Regions from separate parts of the Anas platyrhynchos genome. Here region 2 is linked to region 1. Evidence: chromatin contacts called from public Hi-C data. All regions are on one chromosome and are shown on one strand. The core of a region is the stretch at or near the end of the contact, and the rest is flanking DNA. Distances in the headings are between cores, read along the strand shown. Region 1 overlaps TSHZ1 (teashirt zinc finger homeobox 1). Region 2 has its middle 63 kb from the start of TSHZ1.

What was found. Hi-C and Micro-C count contacts between places; a contact is called where the count stands out from the background.
Region 2: a contact with region 1 is called in a Hi-C map of F5 follicle, with 2.6 times the contacts expected there. The contact joins two enhancer-like sites. A contact is called at or near these places in 2 of 8 Hi-C or Micro-C datasets (F5 follicle and small yellow follicle).

Annotation. Positions count from the first base shown.
Region 1 is chr2:61,354,567-61,361,611 of IASCAAS_PekinDuck_T2T, forward strand. The region is part of intron 1 of TSHZ1 (teashirt zinc finger homeobox 1); the gene reads left to right. Among named protein-coding and RNA genes, the nearest start is that of TSHZ1, 26 kb to the left of the region's middle. Within about 2 kb of position 2,490, at least 4 of the 8 cell types and tissues checked have an H3K27ac peak or open chromatin away from gene starts, as enhancers often do. A contact at or near this core is called in F5 follicle and small yellow follicle, where this site is marked.
Region 2 is chr2:61,391,919-61,398,476 of IASCAAS_PekinDuck_T2T, forward strand. No RefSeq gene overlaps it. Among named protein-coding and RNA genes, the nearest start is that of TSHZ1, 63 kb to the left of the region's middle. Within about 2 kb of position 1,478, at least 4 of the 8 cell types and tissues checked have an H3K27ac peak or open chromatin away from gene starts, as enhancers often do. A contact at or near this core is called in F5 follicle and small yellow follicle, where this site is marked.

The DNA of each region.
Region 1 (7,045 bases), core at 1,240-3,739:
TCATGATATATTTATTTGTTTGTCCCTTTAAAAAAAATAACACAACAGAAATAGTCTCTCCTCCCATCATAGTAATATTTTCTGTTTGTCTTCTCACTGAAATAGATTAGTAATAGTGTAAGTCCTAAATGGATATCCTGATGTCTTTGACTCGCTTCCATTTACTGCAGGCAAAGCCTGCTTTTCTACTTTATTTTTTTAAGATAGTAACTACTATAGCCGTAGAGAGGGAATGTTGATGTAGGTTTTACAGGAAATTTAAGGAGAAAATGATCACTTTGGGACAGATAGTAGTACCCTGTCAAGTATTATCCCATCTGCAGTAGAGTAATGAAACTCATAGTGGGAAAAGGTGGCAGAATCAGGCTATTTGATCAGGTTTAATCTATGAAGTGCCTAACCTAGTCCTTTAACCTTTAGTAGAGCTCAGTACGTAATCCACCTGTCCTCATCACCAAAGGGACAAAATGAAGAATTTGGCCTGCTGTTGAGCAGAATGAATTTCCATAGTGGATCAACCTAATGTTACAGTGATGACACGTGGTAATTTGATAGTTACCACATAATAACACGAACAATGCGGGACATACAGTACTGGATAACTCCATTGGATGTGATGGTAATTACATGGCAACTCACTGACTGTTAACACTTTGTCTTCTGATTGCTGTGCACTTATCTTGTGTCAGTGATGTAATTAGCACAGGTGTTTCTGCGTTTCAGGTATATACAGTAGACTGTGTACATTTTGTACTTTTTTTTTTTTTTTTTGAATCCTTGGCCTTTATATTTACAGGTTGGTTGTATTATGTGTAATGTTGATTTTTTTATTTTTTTTATCAACCTGCAGAGACATGCCTCTGTTCTTGCAAATTTTAGTGCTGTTCAGAGCATGTGTGTTTCCTTTATTGATGCATTTCTAACAGGAAGAAAAGAGAGAAACCTAAACAAATTTTGAAAATTAGACTAAACTAGACTAGAGCAGACTAGTCCAGTTGGAAGGGACCTACAAAGACCATCAAGGCCAACTGGCTGACCGCTTCAGGGCTAACCAAAAGTTAAAGTGTATGACTGAGGGCATTATCCAGACACCTCTTAAACAGTGCTGGACACGGGGCACCCACCAGCTGGCTCGGAAGCCTGTTGCAGTGCCTGAGCACCCTCAGGGCACAGGCACACTCCCGATGCCCAGCCTGACCCTCCCCTGGCACAGCTCTGAGCCTTTCCCCTGCATCCTGCCCTCAGATCCCAGGGCAGAGACCGGCGCCTCCTCTGCGCTTCCCCTCCTTAGGAGGTCACAGAGCACTGTGAGGCCGCCTCTTGGTGGTTTTGAACAGTTTACTTGAATTAAAGCTTGCAGACAACATGAACATTTAAATCCTGGATTTTCTCGTTAGCTAGATTTTTAAACAGTCTTTGGCTTTGTTTATAAATTACATTTATATACTTGTAAAATTACTGTCGTTATTTTCGATTAGAGAAACAAACATTTTGTCTAGAGGCTCTGAATCAAGATCAGAGACTGTTCAGTTAGTCACTGTTCAGAAACTTTGAGCACAGACTCTGCCCCCAAAGTTAAGGATCATGATGAAGGGCTAACATGGAGTAAAAGGGAAGGACAGACACTATAAAAGTAAAGTCTTGTAGCAAACTTCGTAGGGTGTATCCTTTCTTATAAAGATTATCCCTTGTATGGATTCCATTACAGGCAGTATGTAGCATACGAGCTACATTGTATTTTACTAAGTGACATCATGCTTGAAGAATACTTCTTCATTTGAACTTTTAATTTGTTTCATGAGGGATCTGTTAAGTAGACGGAGTAAAAACTTTGTTGGATGATCAGATAAACTGGCCAGTTACCCCATTATCTGTCTGGGACAGAGATAATTTTTTATCATCAGTTTTTCTTAATTCTTTCTCCTTATATAATCATCAGCATTTGCTTTCTGAAAGTTCCCAATTTCTAGCAGATCCTTAGGAAGCACAGTTACCTTCCTGAGCTGAACTGCCCATGTTACCCGCTCAGCCTACACAAGAGAAGCCCTACCTTACATGCTGCACTCCCAACTTAGCTTTTGCTAAGATACATCTTTCCAGGTTGGTCCCTTTGCACTGTATTTTCTTTCTGGAAAGAGCACGTAGGAATAAAGCATTACTTCTCAATAAGACTGAACCAGGAGCATCCCTTCAATGCTTTGTACTTTAAAAGGTTCTGATTTCTTCTTCTAGAGATGGTTTCTAGATTGGGGAATACTATTTGTAGCAGTTTTAGGAAAAAATCAGCTAAATGTATAGTTGCTGTAATTCTCTTCCTCAGCACAGTGCCACCTTGCCCATTTCCATCTTTCCATGCCTTTGATTGATTGGTGTGTGCTTGTGTTTTATATGCATCTTGCCAAAGCCCTGTGAGTTTATGGTGCTGTCAGTGCTATGGAAAGTTTGCTGACACCAAAGATGTAGCAAACATAACTGTGAAAATTTCTCACTATCACCATTGTTTTGCTTCTGCCCTTCTGCTGAAGGTTACCGCTCCCACAGCAGCAGGGATTACCACTCCTATCAGCAAACAGAATGTATCTCCATTCCTCAGCTGCTTCTGTGCAAAGTCCCAGCATCATCACTTGAATCCATGTTCACTGGCAGACTGCAGCAGATGCAGCTCAATTTGTTCTTAGAAATGAGCTGAGCTTCAGCTACTCCTCTTTTCACGAACTAAATCCAGTTCCTTGGAAGTACTTTGTGATTGAACACCAGTGTAAATTCTATATGTACAGGTGTACAGTGAGTGAAATGTTCTGAAGTGATACATATCCTTTAGAAACTTGCAGCTCTGTAGTCTTTGCATGACATGGGAACCATGAAGTACTTTAGATATCTCTTGGTACCAAAGATGAATCTAAAGCACTAGCAGTTCATTCTATCGGCCTTCATCTTTGTCTGGCATGCTAAAACACTGGGGATAAATCTGTTCATCTGTTCTCAAGTTTCCCTGCTTCCTAAAGAAAATAGTCTCAAAGTCTTTTTTTTTTTTTTTTTTTTTTAAGGCAAACAGCAAGTGGAATGCTGAGATGTACAATCATAATGTAAAAGTACAAGGATACAGTAATGGGTGCTGAGCTGTGGAAGGGTAGGGTAGATACAAGCGTAAGTGCATGGTAGAAAATGGGTTGGAGAGCATTCATAGCCTAATCCTGATGTAATTTAAGACTGAATGGCTAAATTAAGATTTCCTTAAGTTTTTCCTGTGATATATTCCTGTGACAAGTTTCCTATGTGAGAAAACACTGTCTACTATTCTACTTAGCTCTTGGTTACGTTTCCCAGTAGTTGTGCTGGAGACAGCTGGAAGAGGTTGCCCAAAAGTTTAGGTGAAGCTTAGGTGGTTTCACACATATAAAAAATGGTTCTTTCTTCATACTGTTTTTTTTTTGTGAGACCCCTTTTCTTCTTGTTTAAAAACCCTCCTGTTTTTTCATTGGCCTTTCCTTTGTGTAATTCCATTTTCTTTATTGGAGCGGAACATGATGTACAACTGGATGAAACAAAAAACCTGTACTCCCAGAACTTTTCCTTACTGTCTTTTTTTCCAGATAATAAAAAAGTTGTGAAGAAAGAGAGCACTGTTCTTTTATCTTTTTCCATTTTTTTGTCTGCGCTTCTGGGGCATATTATCTAGCCCAAGAAAAGCTTTTGAGTGTGTGCATGTGTGTGTGTGTATTTATGTATAAACAAACTTGTGAGTAAAATCCTGCAGAGTGGTAGTAAAACATCTGCTTAGTTCAGTGTATTGTGAAGCACAAGGCCAAAAGCTGACTGATTCTACATCTTGAGAAAGGTGTGTATACAACCACATGTATCTTAGGGACATTTTATTGCATTTTGATTATTTTTACGCTTGTGCAGGGTAGAATGAAAAAAGAATTGCTTTCGTTCCTATTTTCTTCCAACGAGGCTCTGCTAAATGCGCCAGGTCGATTTTCAACACTCCATCTCAACTTTGCGGAGATTGCCAGTTGAGCCTAAGGAAATCATAACATTTACAAACTTGATTCCTCTTAGTTATGCATATGCAATTTGGGGTTCCTCATTTGCAGCCAATGGATTCATAGCTGCATCAGTGTCAAGCTGGTTAAAGTGCGAACAGAATCAGATTTACAGGATCTTTGAACTCCTCAGTGATTAATGAAATTCTTAATTCTGGAAGTGTGACAGGAGGATAATCTCGACAATATTTCCCCCTGCTTTCTGTGGGTGGAGGGATTTGAAGCCAGCAATGGCAGTTCAGCCAGCAATGACCTGTTCCACTACAGCGATTCACTTAGTCGGGCTAGAATCTCCCAAGTAAATCCTTTTTAATTTCCCACATGCACCTGTACCTCATGCTCGCGTGGTTGGAGATCTGTCATGCTAAATTTTACTTCCACCATTCAGAGTTTGACCAAGAACCTAAATACTCCCTGATTTTAAGCTTGTTCCTGAAGGAACACTGCTGGTGCCTGGTGACTTCAAAATCTGTCTCGAAGGATGGGAGTTAGAAGACCTGGGCTCTTTTCCTCTCTTCCTTGGGCCTTAGTTTTTGCACTTGTAAAACGAAGTTAGCAGTAGTTACCTTCCTGTATGAAGGATTTTGAGATTTATTTACCAAAGAACATTAGATAAGTGCCAATATGGCAATCTTATGAATGTGTAGAGTGGCTAATGACTACAGGAAGCTGGCCTCAGTTTTGTTGTGTACTCTTTTCCCAGTAAACTTCAGTGTGGAAGAATATTACCTATGCAGCCATTCTCTAGCAACTGATCTGTGTGCCAGTACAGATGCAGCGTGGTTTGTAGACAGATCTGCCAAGATCTCTTTAGAAACCAGTTCATCACCATGGCAGTTCAGGTTCTTGAACAAAGGTTGGACAGATACATAATTACTGTGGTAGGTCTTGTCGTTTATGGTTGGTAAATTTATATATATATATATATGTATTTTTGAAACTGGTGGCTGTGCTTTTTATTATATACATTATGATCAGCCATACAACTGGGACTTTCAGGGCACTTTGGGATTTGAAGTTCAGTGAGAGCGAATGAGTGCAAACTGCAATTAATAAGTTGTGAAGAGACTGATTGTTGCAGCTCAAATGGTGAACTGATGTAGTTACCCAAAAAAAGATTGGGAAGCAATGACCTAACTGTCACCCCATGGAGAATGAGCCTGGTCTTAAATTTGTGAAATATCCCTGTTTTACAACACCGACTATAAGAAAGAATTCTGTTAAAAGTTAATGGAGGAGTTCCAATGGAACCCTATTAGATTCTTCCTCCATTAAATGACTGATACAGACTTTTAATGGAAGTTTTAACTAGGCATTGTTATCAAAAGGACTATTGCACAAATTAAAACCAATCCCATAATCAGTGAAGAGAAGCTGGATTTACTCCTCTGCCTTTGGCGTGGGGGAGTCTGCATGTGTTTGTGTGTACAACTGAAAGGATCGAGAAAATGGTGAAGGAGAGGAAGATGGCAGAAAATGTATTAGTGTTGGGAAACAGGATGTTTATGCTTTCAGAAACATTAAAATTGGCCAGTAAAAGTATTGTGTAGGTAAAGCAGGTGAGATGGCACACCTAAATTTTTATCTACCAAACAAGTTTGGAGAAAGAAAAAAAGGAAGAGTCTCTGTTTAAGAGCTGTAATAGTTCTCCTGTTAGTGATCCAGTTTAAAATAACAATTTAATGCCAGCATAAGGCCTGATCCTGTGAAGTACTGAGTGACCTCAGCTTCCATGAAAATGAGTGGGCATTGAGGGGAGGGTTTCCTTCTTAGAGAGCCTGGCCATCATACACTCATCCAGTGTTACTCTGATCCTCATTAAGGTAGTCTCAGGGCAGGTGGTGGTACCTTTCTGTTCTGAACATAAGGCCACATGTTCGCACAGATGCAGAAAAGGTGGTTTGTCGTAAAGTCAATATAAAAGTCAATTTGAAGCTGTCTCATGTCTCCTGCTATGATGGCAGTATGAAGTGTTTACGGGAAAGGCAGAGGATTTTATGTTTTGTTTCAAACTAAGGCGTTGGCTGGGTGTTACGATGTTTAGAAGTTTTCTTTTAAAAAGCAACAGGGAAGGAGTTTACAGTCTCTGAAGTTAATGCCTGTGAAATTCAGTTTTTGGACATGCTTTTGCTTTCCCGTGCAGAGTGCATGCCTTTCGGTAGTGCCCCTGCAGTGACCTCCTCCCTAACCTGGATAGATTACCCACGAGGGGTCATTTGGTTTCCATCCTTGTGTAGCCATGGCCATCTCATTTAAAGGGATCCTGCCGCACAGGTCTCTTAGTCCCCTTTGTGGTACAGTGACAATTACACATTCTGTTAGCAGATGTCATCTTGGTTAACTCACTGCTCATTCCAGTGAATGAGAACTGTTTTAAAAAACAAACAAGAAAAAGAAAACAGAGCAAGGTAAACTATTGCTGTCGTTCCACGTTCCACATGCAAACAAACTGTGCACATATGTGGGGCAGTTGCTGTGTATTTGGATAGATGTCTTTATCTGGGGAATGCAGAAAAGTAAGGCATTTTGTTGTTCATTCCAACCAGATAAACTTGCATTGCAGTGTTTTGCTTCAGAGCAGTCACGATGATACTTGTTTCTATGAATGAGCTTTCCTTTCCTTGCTGTTATCAGGCCCTGCTCTCAGCTGCTATTAGGCTCCCATTTTACTTGCCTGACTCCTTTCAATCAGGATGTTTAGTACATCTTGAAGTGTTTTCTCTGGCCTGCTTAAATCTGGGACATCATCATAACATATTTTTTGATCCTGCTCTCTGATATGTTTCAATGTATTTTCGATGAAACAAAGGTTTCTAGCAAATCTGTTGGTGCATGCTGCTGACAAAAGCAAGGTTCAAACCTAGTGATGGTCCCCTTGAAGACCTTGGCACCTAGCCTACTTGAATGTCACAGGCTTCTAGCAAAGGCTGTCAGTTACATGCAAATGGCTTGACATGCTTTTTTTTTTTTTTTTTTGGTGTGTGCGTATGTGATGTGGA
Region 2 (6,558 bases), core at 228-2,727, 36 kb after region 1:
TCATATGGTAAGAAATAGTGCCCAAAGCTCTCGACCAGCAGGTAGAGGTCAAATGACTAGAGCATGCTCTCAGGTGCGGGTTCTTACTCCCCAGAAAGTTTATAATCAACACAAAACAAGCAGTTAAGTTCAGTCCAACATAATCTGGGATGGAAGATCCAATAGCTAAGTGAAAGCAGTTTCTCTCAGATAAGTTCACTAGTGGACTAGTGTGTGTTAAATCAGTCTAGCAAAACATGTTAACCTGCCAGCTGGAACTTCAGTTTAATTTTTTCATACTGTACATGGCCGTGCTCACAATCTCTTCACCCCTTGCCACTCCTTTCAAGAGGAGCATGGATGCCCAAGACTGCATAGTACTGAGGTCAAATATCACTCCAGCTGAATTACTTGAAATCATAAGTGTTAGTATTTTTGAATGGCAGGATACATCACTACGTCTTGGAAATGGACATAGTCCTCAGATCCAGAAAGACAGATTGGGTCACACACCATTTTCCATCATTCTGCAGCCAGTGAAGACCATTGCTGTAAAATCCTGAAGACTTCCTCTGGAAGTGAAACCCCACTAGTGAAAAATATTTTCAGCTCCTCTTCCTTTTCCCTCTCTCCTCAGTTTTACACTGTGTATTTGGACATACAAAGAGAGCATGGTAGTTTAATCTGAGCATTTCTGAATAGCAATGTTCTGCAAAAACTAACCTTCTTCTTCAAGTCTTGGTTTGCTTTAGTTTATTGCTGCACAGTGCCAACGTGTAACATCTTATTTGTTGTCATGGAAGCACTGCTACAGGCTCAGTGTCAAGAACATCCTCTTCCCCCCGCTCTCCCTCAGCCTCCAACATAGCGAGGAGATCCAGCAGAGCGGCCCTGCAAGTCACCCTCCTTCTGCAAAGAGTTAGAGCTGGACTGGGAGGGAAAGGATCTGGAGAGCTGCAAATTCAATCTTAATAAAAGGGTAAAAAGTTTTATGTTTCCAGATGACCAGCTGAACCAGCTGAGCCCTGCCACACAATACATGGCTCTTGAAAACTCCGTCCTTTGGCTTCAGGATTTTTGGCTCCTTGCTTAGTGCTCATAAAGGTAAAAAAGTTGCATAGATCACTTCTGCTCATACTGTGTTCCAGGGGAAAAACTAGACCAGCTGTACGTAGGATGTGGGATTCATTGGTGTTTTGTCTCATTGGTATAAGTCACTCCCTAGGCATTTTCATTCTGACTTTTTTTCCAGTTTAGACTGAATTACTTTGGAAACAATTTAAGCCAAACTGGAAGAAGCCACTTTTATTCTGTAATAAGAAGAACTGTCCAGGGCTGCTGTGGCAAGGAAACTGTAAAAGACTCGATGTAAACAAGCTCTAAGCTTACTAATGTGCAAATACTGTCACCAAAAATCACTGCAGCCTCAGACACTGCCCAAAATCAGTACATTATTTCACAGTCCAAGGTCAAACACGCTCAGCATATTTGCAATGGGCACACTGTATTAATAATTATAAATAGTCATATCTAAATGTTCAGCATGATGATAAAATGTGTTTCAAGGGTGCATTACATAGCACTTTTTTTTTTTTTTTTTTCCCCAGTCATGTGTGTCTTGATGTTTATATGAACTGTATTCTTAGCTGCCTCCAAAGTGCTATGTGATCTTGGAGGTCTCTTCCAACTTTAATGATTCTATGATTTAGCATTAACTGTCTTTAGTGTTTCTCATCACCACTTTTTTTTTTTTTTTTTTTTTTTTTTGGTGGAATAAAACAAAAAATTAGATAGCTTTGCTCTAGGAAAGGCAGCAGGTCTAAACTTAACATCACATGGGGATTGTCTACCCGGGTTTTGTGGGCTGGTGAGTGCCACATTTCACATATTTAAGTGTGGTTTGACAACTTGGAAACTGGAGAAGTGCAAATAAGAAATAGGACTGAGGGATGATGGAGAAGAGAGTCTAATGATCAGCAGTCATCAAAAGGGGAAAGCAGCTCACACACACAAAGAACTGGAGATTCACTGTGAGAATAAGGAAAAGATGGGACAAATAAGTGATAGTAGAATAATTGCTATTAGCAAGAGCAGACAACAAAGATTTTGAAAGCTAATCCTGAGAGGGGTGAAAATGGAAAGGCCGGGAGCCTTTGCCTATTAGGAAACAAAAGATGACCTGGCTAGGTGAAGCTGAAAGGGGCTCTGTGCTGGGAGACATGAGCACATGAGTAATGTTTGGGAACTTTACTGACCTCTTGCAAAAATTGTGGAATGAGCCTGAATTTGTTTCAGGAAGGAAAAAAGGTTTTGCACGGGACAGCTGAAGTGTTCAATGTGAAGGCTTTACACAATTGCCTGTTAAAAGCTGGAGGGTTGGGGTGAGGAAAGATAAGAAGGGAAGCCTGAGCAAAGCGTTTGAATGATGTGTGATGATGAGTGCTCTTTACCTGGCATTGCATAAGACAGGGAGAGAAGCAAAGAGGAAAGCTTTGGGGGAAATGTAATGGTCTGCTGTTGTGTTGTTCTCCTTCTCTCTCTCCCTCTCCCCCCCAAAACTATTCCTAAGAGAAATAACTACATCAAATTTGCATTGCAATAGCAATCATGGTCCAGGGCCCTGAGCATGCTGATTGCTGTAAAAACACATAGTAACAGAAGTTACCTTCTAAATTAAGACAAGACATAACAAGAGGGTGTAAAAGCAATCAGAAACAGGGGAGAAGGTGGTGCAGTTTCACAGGCTATCCATGTACATAACTTGAGTGCCTGCAAGCCTTTTAATTTTTAAAGATGTTTTAATAGATGTGTCGCAGTGTCTACTGGCCATCCACCTGGCTGCTCTCGGCTGGCAACTTCTCTATTGATATCTGGGCATCATTTTAAGTGAGCACTTAAGGTTGAGTATCAAGGGAAGGTATTTATAGTTTCAGCAGAGTGGGTTGATAGCTGTTCCAGCCCCAGATGGGAATTGGGTTACATGACAGATCAGGCTGCCTTCCAATTTTATCCAATACTAGTGATAACGGGAGGGGGGGAGGGAGGACAGCTGCAACCGTATAGTCCTTCTAGGGTTAAAGATCCTAATGCTTTAAAGAGAATGTCTAAAAGAAAATTTCTTTCTGAAATAATTTATGGAAATGCTGTGCTCCCTTTGAAGGTTCCATGTCACTGCATGGCACTACGCAATGTTCTCTTTCTTCACCTGTCAGGCAAGGACCACCTCGAAGAGTCTCACTGCTGATTACTAGTTAATTGTCATTAATAAGTGACAACTGACATTATGGGGGCTTAATGCAGAGAGAACAGAAAAGAGCCACAGATATTCTAATGAGCTGACTCCTACGTGCCCTCTATTGTTGTCGAAAATGAGGAGCTGTCGTCATTGTTCAGGAGATGGGCTTCAATTGCTCTGGAAAAATATTCTCTTTTAATTTCTTTATGCATAGATAATTCCTGGTGCACTCTCTCTCCGTCTGTCTCTCTTGCTCTTTCTTTCTCTCTCATACACACACATACAGACACACATACACCTTTCTGTGAAAACTTCCACTGAAGATATACTGTATGTATTAAGACACAGTAAAGCTTTTTACATACTTTGATTTGGATACGCGCATGTGCAAACATATGTGTATGAGCATACGCACAAACTACCTATACGCAAATCACTGAGACAAGTATTTTATTTTAAGACTCGGGGAAGGGGTGGGCACAGAAAATTTCACTAAGAAAAGGGACCAAAAGTAGATGGTCAAGACTATATGAGCTGATGTATTAAGTTAGGATCACGGAAGTCCTGTTCTGACCCTGGTGTGCACAATTTTGAAATGATGACAATGAGTGCACAAAGGTTTCAGATACAGGTACCTAAAATTAGGTCCTTGCTCTTAGTTTAAATAGCAACTTAATAATTTCAAGATTTTCCAAGCTGTCAAACAGTCAGGAGCTCCCTGGGAGGCGGTGGTGGCTGCGGATGCTCAAGGCTGCCTGCTGCAAGTCAAATCCACTCTTTGCAGTTTCTGAAAATCTCAGCCAGCAGAGGGCCAGAAATTTGGGGGAGATGATTTAATTAGGCATCAAGCTCTTGGTTGCATTTCCTCAGAGTTTTTTAGTAAACTAGGGATTCAGCTGACACTGGGCAACTATGATTGATCCAGGATAAACTGACTTCTCTACAATGCCAGATGAAATGTATATGTACATAAAAGAGGCTCTTACTTTGCAGATTGGGAATAAGCAGGATTGCTGAGGGTTCTGCTGTCAGCAGCTGCTGAGAACCTCTCCAAAACTCAGGAAATCACCTGTGATCCTTGAGGTAAAAATTCAGGTGAAACAAACTGAAGCCAGCAGCGTTGTTATGATGATGCCGTCTTCTCCTACCAAATCTGAAGCAACACAATCACCTGTATCAAAGCCCTAAGTATGACTGGTACTTGAGGTCTAAATTGTAGAAGGGGATTTTTCTATTTTTACCAATAAAAATCCAAGAGTTTCCACTCTGTAAAAATAAATTGCATGTCTGTATTGCTCTCTAACATTTGAGGCTGTGCGGGTTTGCCCGGGAAGTGGCTTATCTAGTGTCTTTCGACTATCTGTACAAAGGGGAGAGCCCATCATTTTAAAGGGAATTTCATTTCCGTCGCATAGCTCAAGTTTAAAACTCAAGACTCGCAGGAAAGAAAATGAAAATGAGATGCCTCTGTCATATTGTGCTCGGAGCGAAGACATTCATTAGCATTCTCTGTCTTACTGCCTGCCAAGGCCCAAACAAAAGATACTGTCTGGAACAATGGCCTGAAATGAGGAACACAACCGAGGCAGCAGTGCAGGAAGCCTGCCATTTGCCATGGTTTGGGGACCTGAAGCCAACATATGTGGAGCCTGAGCACATATGTGGGAAACTCCTCACATGATAGAAGGTCATCTTTTTCTTTACTCTGGGCTTCCCACCGAAGTCAATGGATGCTGTATCTTACATTGCTGTAGTGTGGTTTGATGGGTCCTAATTCCCAGCTCTCTATCTGACTTTGGACATGACCTCTCCGTGACTGAATCTACTCATCTTTTAAAGAGATGAGATAATGCCTGTACAGCCGAGAAGGCTCATGCCGTAATCTGTGGTGAAGGAGTTTGTAATACTGTGTAGAAAGCATTTCTTGACATTGCCAGTGTCTTTTCAGTTATGCACTGTCTTTAAAATTTCCTTTTGGAGAAGGCAGCTGAAAAGATCACAGCCTAAACCATTTCAGCTCCTGAGGCAAGAGGTCAGCTTGGTGCTCTTTGTAGTGCTCCTCTACCTTCTTACCCTCTGGGTTAGGGAGCTCCCACTGCCCACCGCTAAGCTCAGTCTAGGGTCACAGCTGCCAGGGCAGCTTCATATCCAGATCTATCACAACAGTTGTTACTGTCCTCATAATTCTTCCCTTCTTGCTTCATTTTTAGCTGTAGCAAAGCAGTTCTGGCAGCTTCTGGAATGGCTCTGCCCCCTGGACCCCAGCAAATCCAATGTTAGATATCGGTGATGTCAGCTGAAGTTAGCATGTTGATTGGAATGGGTAAAAGTTAGGTTCTAGGTAGACTCAGTGCTTTATTACTTTAAATAACATTGATCTTATTAATGGTACTTGAATGTAGGAAAAATTGATGGAATTGTTCCTGAGTGAAGTCGTTCCCTTCTTTTTTGTGAGTTCTGCGGTGCAGACTTGAACAATTGCTCTCCTGCCCTGTGTACTTCTTCCCTCTCAAATGAGAGTCATTAGCCTTATTTTCAGTGCATATGTGTACTAGAGAATGTCACTCAAGACCTTTCAGACATTTTAGCAAATGCTTTCAAATGACTGGGACTGTGGCTGTGGTATTCTTCTTTAAATAATTTACAATCATTAAAATGACATCAGACTATCTCCAGTTCTGGCATTCTTTGCAGTCACTGTCTCTCATATGTCTATATGGGATGAAGGTAAAGCCGAGTCTGTAATGATGGATGTCCCTTACAGAAAGTGGTTTAGAATAACCCAGGACACACAACAAAGCCAGAACTAGAGATAGTCTTATCTCACTTTTAGAGCTGTATATTATTTAAGGGAGCGCTCCAGCTCCAGGAAACTGAGGTTACAGCAAATATTAAGCTTCCTGTATAGCTATTTTTCTTGTGTCAGGTGGTGTGGCAGAGTTAATTCATAGGCATTCGGGGGCTGTGGAAATAATCAGCAAATGAAGAAAATACTTCATTTTCCTTTGCTATTTCTCATGTCAGATTTCTAGAGAACCGAGGCTTGAGGTTTAGGGCCTTTTGCATTGAATTCAGATCTGTAAAGATCCCATTGATGGCTAGGAAATGTTCTGCCAAACTAATAGATGCATTGTCAATAGAGATTATTATGACTTCACAAAATGCTCCAAGTAACAACATATCATTTATCTAATCAAATGCAAGGTGCTCCAGTCCAATGATTGTTAATAAATAACTATCTCAAGGAAAAACATGAGGAAGTTGCAATGCACGAAGTGCATAGTGCTTGCTCGTGCAGTCTATCTTTCTCTAGCTGGCATCAGAAGCTTCAACATGTTCCCTTC